Linked DNA regions of Hordeum vulgare: region 1 is linked to region 2. A link is a contact called in public Hi-C data. All regions are on one chromosome and are shown on one strand. Each heading gives the region's core, a stretch centred on a gene start, on an enhancer-like site or on the middle of the called end of the contact. The rest is flanking DNA. Distances are from core to core; before and after follow the strand shown. Region 1 holds the start of LOC123425281. Region 2 holds the start of LOC123425276 (protein WEAK CHLOROPLAST MOVEMENT UNDER BLUE LIGHT 1-like).

Region 1 (2,924 bases), core at 181-2,680, 290 kb after region 2:
GAACAGCAATAGAACACAGATTGAAAGGTGGGGATATTTGTTTTCTCATTTACTTGATCATCCATAGTAGCGGTCAGCAGACTTTGAGTCGCTTGTTGCTGAGCGGTCGTCCTCTTGATTCTCCGGTTTCCCTCGCAATCGTTTCCTCGTCAACGAAGTTCTGATCCGATCCCTCTGATGAAATGCAGAGTAGTCCCCGCGTAAGGATCTTACTTACAATGTCACCCAGGCCCAGCCAACTCTAAGGAAACAGACTAGTTTGAAGACCTCTATTCATAATCTCGTACCACCTCTGTAAACAAATGTAAGACGCTTTACGATACTTCAGTGACCTATAAAACGTCTTACGTTTGTTTAAGAGGGGGTACCTAACAAGCTACAGCAAACAAGCATGTGCATCAATGAGAACTAATGGTGGTACCAAGTATCAACCCCGAGTGCATGTGCATCAATGGAGTAGAAGGACTGACAGGATGACATAAGTTTATTTATGGATGAACTAGTCGGTGCCGCAAAAAATTATTTATTCAGGACAGACATAAGTTGAACTAGCGCGATATGCACAGATACGAGATCATATCTCTGAGAAACAACGTACCTGCGGTGCTAGAAGGGGAACATCCGCGCTTGCCAAAATGGCACGGGGAAGATGGTCGAGAGGTCGTCGCACTTGATTGCGAGCCGGAGACTTGTGATGATGCATCATCATCTTCTTCTTCCATAGAAATCGTTTCTCCGTCTCCATGATTCCCGCAGCAAGGTGGTCTGCCCTGCCCAACCTTTGCTCTGTCAGCCTTGGACGGTTGCTTGGGCGTAGAAGCTCTTGGTCCTGGGGAGAGATGGAAGAGCCCCCTGAAGCCGATTTCACCGTCGTGCAACCGGTTCACGAACGACTCCTGCAACAAGCCCAGGTAGAGCATGTGCTTCTGGTCCGTCCATCCGGCAGACGAGCAAACCACCATCACGTCCTGCCAGAATAAAGAAAGAAACAGCTCCATGAATCCCATGATTCAGACCCACACAACAACCCCAAGTCCCCAACAAATCCGCAGGTAATTAGACCGACGAAGAAGAAGAAGGAGGAGGGCGCTTACCGGCAAGCGCGCGAGCTCCCGGAGACCGTCCACCTCCTCCATCGTCGTCTCCTTCCTTCAACTTCACCACCAACCAGAGAGGGAGAGGGAGAGGGAGAGGGAGGGAGGTGAGAGAAAAGAGAAAAGATCTCGAATGCTAGAGGCGCTCGGCTCGGCCGGCCGACGGACGTTTCTCTTTTATTTCCTTCGTGGCGCCGCTTTTCCACGTGGCCTCCGGTGGCGCGGTAAATATCCGCCACAGTGTCAGCTCGCGCGTGCGGGCAGGTGGGAGGGAGGGAGTCTCGCCGCGCTGCACCGCCTACCTCGTGGCTTGTTTATTCCGATCCGGACGGTTCGACGATGGTACTGCGGCCAAAGATATTTTCAGGCACCACCATCTCGCGTCTGGTACTAAGAAGAAAACGCTCCGGATATTTTTCCCCGACCCAACCAAACAAAAAAGAGACGATGATATTTTTCCGGTCGATGGTACTAACAAGGTTTTGGTTTCGAATGTGGGCATGGCCCGGTAACTGTCGTGACGTCGGTCCAACCTTTGTCCTTATAGCAACTTGTGTTATTCTGCGCCATCTTTTTGATCCCTTTCTCAGCTAATTAGACGACCAGATGCGTAAGAAGCCAGGTTAGTGCCACCGCCTTGCTTTGCTTTGGTTTCGTTTCCGCGATTTCTTTTACGAGAAGGGTCGGGTGCTATCCACTTCTACTTCTATCCATGGTTGATCATCATGGTTTTAGGCTGTCGCGGTCGCCGATGAGTTCGGTGGTCGCTATCTTCGACAGAGCGGAGCTGCGTCCGGTCAGAGACAAGATCGGCGAGGAAGACGGATAAGACTACGGACCCCGAGATATTTTCGCCGGCGCGCTGAAAAGATCTGCGTCGCCGCGGCGGCGCTGACGAGGCTGTGACGAGCTCTGACTTCACCCGCGTGGTGGCCTTGTGGGCTCAAAACCAGGGGGTGCGAGGTGACATGGACAGCGCCTGAAATAATAATACACTCTTTTAATCCATGCAGCGACTAGTACTCCTGTATATATAATGCAAAACAAATGGAGTACGACTCAACTACCTCCAAGGAGAGGAAGAAGCCGTTTCAATCACCCATGTGAAACAATGCACTACCAAAATATAATCATCTTTTCATCAAGAAACAAATTCAATTGTACTAATATTATATGCTTCCTCGCGTTCACCAACGAAGCACCATCTCGGAAAAGGAGAAACCATTTCAATCACCCATGTGAAACAATGTGCAGTACTACCAAAATATCAACGTCTTCTCATCTCTCATAATAATACAAATTCCCTCGTAATATATTATACTATATGCCCTCGCGTTCACAGACAGAGTACCATCTCGCAAGATGAAATATTGGCTAGAGCTTTTGTGTTTGGCGACATATCAATAATGCCAGAAACGTCATTTACGTTTCAACATGGGCACCAGGGAGTAGTATTAGTGTACATTGAGTCTGGGGAAGAAGTCATGATTGCGAAACATAAATACAAGAAGAAATTATGAAGATTGGGCAGAACAACTTATTCAGGATCAAACAACCACACCCTGTGAGGCTGTGACATTCCAACATTAATACATGATGGTGATGATGGTGTGATACCCAAATGAATCACCCAACCCCTCGAGTGTTTTATTTCCAAATCGTCGTTGGCACATCGAAAGAGGGGCAGCCAGCAGAAGAGCCCAAATATCATCTCCTGCCTCACTCAGGTCTTTGTGACGCCGCAAGCTCTTCCACCCGCTGCCGCATTTTGTACTGCAGCATGGGCGGGGCACAATCCAAAGGAGTTTCCCCTGCTCAAAAAGTTCATCA
Region 2 (3,113 bases), core at 320-2,819:
TGAGTCGACTCCATTCCTCAGGCCTCCACTCTGTTTCGCTCCTAAAGATTGTGTAATGAAAGTGAGTATCATGTTACAAGACACGAATAATAGCACAAATTCAAGCAAGCCAGAAGAGTACACTGCATTACTTGAGGGAAGTAGCATTATCATTAGATTTTTCCGAGTGGTGTGAAATAAAACAATTGTGAGGCTGTCAAACATTTAGCCCAAACTTATTTTGCAATGCCAAGCCTCTATCCATGTTCCAAGGGGAGCAGAGACAACAAAACTGCAATAACAACCGATGACTATGTGCACCAAATGTATATGCAGTCACCAAAAGAACTTTACTGATCCTGCCCTACATGCACTAATCATTGCCACCGACTGACACCTTACCTGCTTTCTGTCTGCAATAATTCAGCTACTTTTTGCACCCAACCTTATGTATGCATGACCTAAAACCATCTTTTCTAAATAAAGAGCCAAAGTAAGCAACCAAATAAAGCATGCCATTTTTATAGCTCCTAAAACTATGTCATAATGGAGCAGGGATAGCAAAATTCCTTGTCCCAACACCATTATTATTTGTGACAATTATGAGCCGAATCATTCCAATCATGTTCGGTCATAATTCCTTCAAATCATGGTCAGTCCTATACTCCTATGTGCATCAACCAAACTTGAATGTTTGACTTCCAGGAGAAAAAAATTCTCATCTCCGTACAGGCTCATATTTTGGCATGACCTCATTGGTAATCTAATCCTAGATAGTATAATAGTATTAAATATGATTGAACAGACCCAACTAGTATAACACGTAGTATTAATAAATAAGATTATATGACTAACTGTACCTAGCAAGGTAAAATATTTATTGAAGTTCTAGTAGTACTACTGAACTAACTGGCTTTAAATAAAACAGAGAGTTTTTTTATGGCAGTGGGGTTCTAGCGCTCTTCTTCCACGCAGGGACGAAAACACCCCAAAAAAAAAAACTGAAAAATTCTTGCCGGACCGCCCATGATATCATGGCACAACGAGACCGAGTTGTCCTACTAATCCACGGAACGAACTACAAGGGGGATTTCCATCTTTGGTTGGCTGCTACCTCAGTCCCAGACCAAAATTAGATTCTTCCTGCAACTGACTGTACATCCACGGGAACGAAACCGACAGGAAAAACCTCGAAAATTAAACGGAGAAAAGCACCGCAGAAACCGTCGCCCAATCTCGCATCGGACGAAGAATCAAGAACTCGGCAGGCCGCCGCAGCCCAGACGTGCTGAAACAGGAGAGATTAATGGCGGATTGAAGCGGGAGGGGAGGAAGCTTACTCGATCGCGCGGGCGGGGGTCGTGCGTGCGGACGAAGCGATCGGGGGCCTCCTTTCGCGGCGATTCGGATCTCCGGTCTTGGTGCTCGCGATTTCTGGCTTCCTTCTTTTCTTCTTCTCCTCTAGGGGAGGGAGAAGGAGAAGGAGAGGTGTGGTGTACGTGTGCTTGGGTTTTTGTCCGGCCCGTGAGTCCACTGGACGGTCGGACACTTCACACCTGGGATTGGGATTTGATTACTGCGTGCGAGGAGCGGATGGGAGTGGGACTCCTTTTTTTTGGCGGAGAGCCCCTCTCGTTTTGTTCGAAAACTAAGGGTGTCACCGTGGATTTGTTCGTTTTGTTCGTTTTGTTCGAAAACTGGTTTTTCAATCTACTCACAGGTGCTGATTTTAGGATGGATTTTTTAGGAGACGATTTTAAGCTGGATTTTGGGGGGCGGCCAATTGGTGGGTCACCGTGGGCGGTGGGCTAGTATCGGCGATCAAGATTGCACCGTACCAATACCATGGATTATGCATGGAGAGCAATTTTGATTTACGTGTTATCTTATCAAACTTTTGTATTTGTGGATTTTGGGATCGTGTTGTTCACAATTGATGACAGTTTGACCACGCATCAAAATGTCAATATATATCATACCCATAAAAATAAAGACTAGAGTACAATATATCATAGGATGTTGACTGCGCTTAGTACTGATCTAAAATTTTCAACAAATACGAGGTGTCAAACGGAAAGCCTGGTGGATATATTGTGCCGGTACTGCAGTTTAGTTAGCAGTCGAACTCGAACTGTTTAAAGGCTTTTTGGAGGTAGAACTAGTGGCTTTGAATGGAGTTGAGACATTTTTGTAACTAGCATACGTATCTCACATGTACGCACCGCTCATTTACGATAATAATGATCATAACTTTCCTAAATAAACCGTGGGGGATTTGGCGTGGAAGGTGGAAAGGGCAGAGAGATTCCAGCAGCAGCGAGGCTTTCGGTGAGCGAAAACGGCGACCTGACGCGACGCATCCTCCGTCCGTTCTCGCTAAGATCGAGACGTAGGCCGGACGAGCGTGACGTGCTAGAGCCTGGACGTGGAGCCGTTGGACTTTGGAGGTGACACAAAAATCGCTGAATTATTTGACGGAGATGTCCCACATTTTCGCTTCCGCTGCGAGAGGCTAATTATGTGCTGGCTGGGTGGCTGGGCAGAGATCGCGGCGCCAGCGAACACGTTCTCGTCGGCACGCGGAAGAGCCCGTCTCCGTCGCCGTCGTGGAGCCTGTGACGGGAGTAGCAAACAAACAGGTTGTAGCAATCCAGTGGCGAGTGGCGACGGCGAGCCGGCGACACGCATGTGGACGTGGAGCTGACACGGCCGGAGGGGCAGGCGGCGACGGCGCGGGCGGATGGATGGATGGCTCCGGCGCGGTCCGCGTGCTCCAACCTCCGGGTTGAAGCGAGAGGCGGGGACACGGGGGGGCCGTGCCCCAGCTACACCACCGCACCGCACACGCCCGCCTGCTGGTCCCCCGACTCCTGGGCCGGGCGCCGGTGTGTGTGTGGGTAGGCAGGGCATTTTTCAGAGTCTGGAAGCGGGTTCAGAAAAAGGGACGACGGTGCTGTAGCGCTGACGGTCGGAAAGAAGCAGCAGGGGGAAGGGGGACTGTGCTGCACTGCAGCAACCTTTGTTCGTTAGCTGACGGTGTACCGTGTAGGTCGGCACGTACCGTGGGGTACTCTTTCTCCACATTCTGGTTAGATGCTCCTAAATGCTGGGGGTCCATCCACTTGTCGGCCCAT

Evidence for each region. A called contact is a pair of places that touch in the nucleus more often than the background predicts.
Region 1: a contact with region 2 is called in a Hi-C map of leaf, with 3 times the contacts expected there. The contact joins the promoter of LOC123425281 here to the promoter of LOC123425276 in region 2. A contact is called at or near these places in 4 of 6 Hi-C or Micro-C datasets (leaf and seedling) and 1 of 1 datasets of contacts at active chromatin or transcription factors (embryo).

What each region holds. Positions count from the first base shown.
Region 1 is chr2H:96,071,651-96,074,574 of MorexV3_pseudomolecules_assembly, forward strand. LOC123425281 reads right to left here and starts at 1,431. Exons shown (of 4, transcript XM_045108957.1): 1 at 1,095-1,431; 2 at 599-968; 3 at 54-174. The coding sequence starts at 1,136. The coding sequence ends at 74. LOC123425283 (vacuolar protein sorting-associated protein 27) reads right to left here. Exons shown (of 10, transcript XM_045108959.1): 10 at 2,537-2,905. The coding sequence ends at 2,814.
Region 2 is chr2H:95,778,193-95,781,305 of MorexV3_pseudomolecules_assembly, forward strand. LOC123425276 (protein WEAK CHLOROPLAST MOVEMENT UNDER BLUE LIGHT 1-like) reads right to left here and starts at 1,570. Exons shown (of 3, transcript XM_045108953.1): 1 at 1,320-1,570; 2 at 1-41. The coding sequence starts at 14.